2 separate regions of the Mus musculus genome follow, and region 1 is linked to region 2. The links are chromatin contacts, called in public promoter capture Hi-C maps. All regions are on one chromosome and are shown on one strand. The core of a region is the stretch at or near the end of the contact, and the rest is flanking DNA. Distances in the headings are between cores, read along the strand shown.

Region 1 (2,700 bases), core at 99-2,598, 2.6 Mb before region 2:
ATAACTCAAATTTGGTGGTTGACCTTGAAGGAGGTGTTGATATTTCAGTTTGTTTGTCTTTGTATGTGTTAATAATTTAGTGCTGGGATGGAAACTGGAATTTGTTGCCCAGCCCTTTTGTTCTTTGAAATATATCCAGTCTAGAAGGAGGTGGGGAAGTCTCATGGAAATCCTTGCCTTTGATGAGTAAGCTTGTGTCCATGGTAGTGCTGTATTTCATTGTAAGTGAGCTCTGTCACCCACACTCTGTTCTTCTGGCAAATGCCATAGTCTTTCCTGTGTTTGGTTTTCACTGTCCACTCTGGTTAGTAGGCGATTGCCCCTGCCTACTGTGTGCCAGAAGGCCCTAAAGCACAGACAAAGGCAAATGATGCAGGTGAAAGCTTGACCCTAGTGAATGTCTTTTTTCTTTTTTTAAGTCCCTTAAGTTTAACAAAAAAGGGAAAAAAGAGAAGTAAAAAGAAATGGTTTGTCTATTCATTAAAAATAACATTAAGTTTTATTTTTATTTTATTTTTTAAGTAAGAACAGGGAGAACCGTCTTCAGCTTTGGCTGTGCAGAACTTAATACATGGCATGATTAAATGAGTGTTGAGAATATATGTAAAGGCGGGTGTTAGATGTTTGTTGAATGGCCTAAAAGTGTGTGTGTGTGTGTGTGTGTGTGTGTGTGTTTGTGTTTTAGATGTCACCTTTAGTTATTTGAATTATTTGAAATAGTTCTTGTAGAGATTTTGCATATACATTCATGTTTATAGGAATATGAATAGGTACTGCCACATGTTCTTAAAATTATCTGTTAAAATCAATTATAACAACGAATAGTGAATAGTATGTGGGCCTTGAAGCGCCTTCACATAGTACTTAAAGGATACACTTTATTGTTGGTCAAGCTGAAGTAATGGAATGGGATAGCTATGGCCACTGCCCAAAACCCAGGGGGTTATATATTTATGCTGTATTCACATAGAGCTGTTTTTAGTTTTTATTATTACTATTTTCATATTGCATTTATCTATTTGTTTGTTTATTTTGTGGTGCTGGGGATTAAGTTCAGATGAGTCATTTCTATTAGAGAACCTTTTGTCTTTCCACTCATTGCAAATAAACATCAGGACAGCCCTCAGCTGTGTAGAATTTACTGTGGTTTTATCTAGATTAGGAGACTAGGCTAGACTAAGTGATGACTAGAAACCATTTATTGTACAGTGGTAAGCATTCTTTCTTGTAGGAGCAGGAAATGCTTTTCTGTCCAGCATTAATCCTCTTGAGGCCTCCTTTGCAGTAAGGCAGGAGTCCTTATCTCTGCCACATTTATTTTTCAATAGCTGGCAACCTGCATGAACACCTGACAGTTCAGTGATTTACCAAAGGTCATTCCCAGAATCCATTGTAGTTAGAAACTCAGCTCCTAACCTCCCTTCACAAAGCCCAAAGTTCAACCCATCTGCTCTCCTGTGTCTGATAAATATTCATCTTGAACAGGTTCTCAGAGAGCATGGAATTAATCTCTAACCCTTGGCAAATGACATTTTATTTCATTTTGAGAACCACCACTTTTAGACAGGAATATAAGTGTGAAGGAATAAACAGAGGATCTGGACTTGAGTTCACTGAAGAAGATCCTCACAGTGGGAGGCAGGGTTCACCAGGTCAGTGATTGACTCTGGACTTGGAGGACTTACCTGATAGAAGGTGAAGCAGTAGGCTGTTCTCTGACACCTCCTACACTTGGTACCAGACAGTCGCAACCTTGAATGTACAGAGTTGGTGTTGAAACTATGTTTTGGTCATACATTTAGTATTACACAAGATGGGATGTTTATTGTACTTTAAATGTTTATATTTCAAAATAAAATTCATATTACTCTCAAATAATGTTAGACTCTAAAATCAGAGAGATTTGGTATTTACTATCAACCTTGAAGAAAACACCAGTAATCTCTTTAATTCTGGATAATCTTCATTTCTCTATGAATTTGTATATTCAACTTGTCATGCAATTTTTTTTAGTTTAATATGTTTTTGTGTGATCATTTCTTTGATCATCCTATTATAATCTTTTGCAGTAAAGCCATGCAAATACATTTCAATGCAATTAAAATATTTTTTGTATCCACGAGGCTCTAATTATTTAAAATTTCTTCAAGTGAATTATGATTATAATTATTAGTGGCACACTATCAAAGCAACATAAGTAGGATGCATTTTGATAACTAATGATTAAACATTAGAAATGCTATTGCAACTGTGACATTTAACTAAATGAAGCTGGGACACCATTCACAGGGACATTGGATGTCAGACCTGAATAACCCTGGCTAGGCCAGTTCAAGCCAACTGTTGGTGTCGAAGAAAATCTGCTTCAGTGTGGTCCGTAGATTCTAAATGTTTCTAGGTAATCAGTTGACAGTCACATTGTGGTCTTTCATTGGAATCTGTTTTTATAATTTTGTGTGCTGGTAGCTTGTGAGTTGCGATACCATGAAAGAAACTAACCTCCCTCTTCGAGGTTATGCCAGTAGCTACTCTCTGTGGGAGGAATTTTGTGCCTACTTCCTCACCTCTACCTTGAGTTTTTGTTTGGCTTGGGCCTGTGCAGGTCTTCTATATTGCTGTTACAGCCTCTGTGGGTTCCTATGTGTACCTGCCCTGCATTGTCTAGAAAATACCTTTTCCTTGAAGTTATCCGGTACCTCC
Region 2 (2,700 bases), core at 186-2,685:
CCAAGCAGGCTTAACAGAAAAGTAACTTTTTTTCCTAAGATTCAACATATGTTTCAAAACAGAAGTGTTTCCTTCTATCCCATTTGCTATTGTCCCACAGCAACTTCCTTTACAAATACTTTATTTTTTTATTATGGAAATAATAAAATACCCTGAAAACAAACGGAAGCAAATTACTTTAGAAGCAAATTTAATGAAATCAAAATTAACGATCTCCTTGGTGTGGCAGTTTATGTCTATAGTCCTTCGATTCAGGAGTAAGCAGGATTACCACAAGTCTGAGGCCAGTCTGGAATACACGGTGACTATGAGTTCCAAACCAGGATATATTAAAAAGACCCTTGTCTCGGAAACTCAAACCCAACATCAACATCGGGAGGCTGAGGCAGGTGGATTTCTATGAATTCGAGGTCAGGCTGGTATATATTACATAATAAATTAAGACAGCCAATGCTTGCAAATTAGTAAACACCAAGTCTGGAAAAGTATAGACGACCATCTCCTAAACACAACATAAAAGAAATCGTATGGTAAGTACCACCCTTCCCCGGACTGGCGTCATCCGGGATGCAGTCAACTATCCACACCTTGTACTCAGTCTCTTACAAGCTTTTCTTGAACAGAATGGAAGGACTTATTGAAGGCCTCTACACGTCCTTTTGGCCTTAGGAGTTTTGCACTTTTCCTTTTCCTAGGAGACTCGTCCCATCTCTCATCTCGGCTCAACTAATCTCTCACTTTTCGCCATAACAGCCATTCTTGACCACCGCAGTCACCAATACCGCTATCTCACTTTTTCTTCACCTTCCTTTTGCTGCAATTACATTCCCTGTCTATGTGTCTCCTACTCACTCCTAAATGATCTTGCTTTTCCCTGGAACTCAAGCAGTGTTTGCAAAGCGAATGAATGATTGCCCCGCATGCTATCGGAGCCTCTCGTGCTTCCCGGAAAATCAGAAAGGCTCTAGAGAGTGAAGCTTCTCAAGGTCACACAGTCGGGTGGGTGGGTCCGCCCTACCCGGCTCCACGCCTCCCTCCGTCGCAGCCCCACAGTCTCACCTCCTCCTTCAGGTAGTCAAATTTCATGGGGTCGGGCTGCCGGGCGGCCCAATTCTTCTGCTTCCTCTTCAATTCCCTGTCGAAGATGTTTAGGGCTCTGGGCGAGGTGCTGCCCGAAGGAGGGACACCAGAAGCGACCTCCCTGCGACTGCCGCTCGATGCAGAGACCGCTGGCCGGCCAAGCAGTGGGCAGAGGCGCAAAAGAACGACCTTTCGCAGCATCTTCAGCCCGGGCGCCACAGCAGGGCATGGTTTCTATTAGGCGCATGCGCCAACGGGACTACGACTAGCGCAGTTCCAAGGCGGAAGGTTGAAGTAGTTTGGCCCAGCTCGCGTGCCGTTAAGACGGAGCGTCTCGCGGAGGATTGTGGGAGTGCGCTCCATGTGAACTCAGACTGGGATCTGAGAAGAGTGGTGGGAAACTGTGCGGTCGCCCGTCGGGCTCTCCTTGGGATTTGTGAGTAGCCCCTATAGTCCGGTCCCTTTCTGGCCTCATTGTTCTCTTCAGAGCTGCTTCTCGAGAGAGACAGAGAACGCAGCCGAGTAACTTGCCCCGAAAGTTTGTGAGGTGGGAAGATGGTTCGGGACGAGCTGACCTGGAGCTCCCAGGCCAGAGGGTGGGTGGACTTGAGGGAGACCGGGAAGCGTTTCAAGTGCTGTCCAGTTGCTTTCGCTCCTCTGAACATCCCATGTTCGCCGTGGGCTTCCATTTCCAACATTCACACGCACTGCAGTTGGTTGAGGTGGTAGCTGTGTCGTACAGCTGTTCCAGGTGTTGTAGTATCTCTCTCTCTCTCTCTCTCTCTATTAGAATGTAAAGGGTTCTGAAGTAAAGCAACACTGTAATTCCAGTATTGAGGCCGAGAGACAGAAGTGATTGCAGTTCAAGGCTAGGCTAGCCTGTTGTGATGGCGTACAGTCTGTCGCAGGAGTGAGGGGCGTAAATACTGTCTTGTTTGGTCAGTCAGCTTTTATTCATACAGAAACTTCTGACTTTTTTGCAAAGTTGAAATCTGGAGAAATCCAACCACCAGGGACGCTTTACAAAGGAACATTAGGCATACAAACTTCTGTGAGCGTTTTTGTGTGTTTATAGCCTATCTAGGCCTTAGTCACTTTGAGAATAAAATGTTATAAAAAAGCGACATTTGGGACTGGATAGATTGCTCAGTGGTTAAGTGCACTGGCTGCTGGTCTTCAGTGGACCTAGGTTAAATTTCCAGCATCCACTTGATGGCTGACTATTGTCCAGTCAGTAAAACCAGTTCCAGGGGCTCAGAAGACCTCTTCAGGCGTCCATGGGCAGGAGGCACAGAAGTGATATGCAGACACACATGAATACTTAACACCCATACACATGGAAAAATTTATTAAGAAGAACGTGACAATTGTTAACTGTAGTTTGAGACTAATTTGGGTCTTGATAGAAACTAGGATTTATAGAAATAACACTAAGGTAAATCTGATTTGATTTTTTTTTAAATGCCCCTCATTAGTTAAGAGACAGCTTTGTAAAACCAAAAGCTTATGCAATTATGAAGTAAACATTAACAAAGAGAATGAAACAAGACTATGAAAACCCAATTAGACCAGCTGAGATTTCAGAATCTTTTGTTTTTGTCTTCCTGTGTCTGTTGCATC

The links. Promoter capture Hi-C pulls out the DNA fragments that hold promoters and counts their contacts.
Region 1: a contact with region 2 is called in a promoter capture Hi-C map of liver, with 4 times the contacts expected there. The contact joins the enhancer-like site here to the promoter of Esf1 in region 2. A contact is called at or near these places in 5 of 39 promoter capture datasets (cranial neural crest, hippocampal neurons, liver and 1 more) and 1 of 115 datasets of contacts at active chromatin or transcription factors (astrocytes).

The regions. Positions count from the first base shown.
Region 1 is chr2:142,802,934-142,805,633 of GRCm38.p6, reverse strand. The region is part of intron 12 of Kif16b (kinesin family member 16B); the gene reads left to right. Among named protein-coding and RNA genes, the nearest start is that of Kif16b, 97 kb to the left of the region's middle. Within about 2 kb of position 1,348, at least 8 of the 459 cell types and tissues checked have an H3K27ac peak or open chromatin away from gene starts, as enhancers often do. A contact at or near this core is called in liver, where this site is marked.
Region 2 is chr2:140,169,293-140,171,992 of GRCm38.p6, reverse strand. It overlaps Esf1 (ESF1 nucleolar pre-rRNA processing protein homolog), which reads left to right and starts at 1,435. Exons shown (of 14, transcript NM_001081090.1): 1 at 1,435-1,516. Ndufaf5 (NADH:ubiquinone oxidoreductase complex assembly factor 5) reads right to left here and starts at 1,347. Exons shown (of 11, transcript NM_027093.4): 1 at 1,060-1,347. The coding sequence starts at 1,281.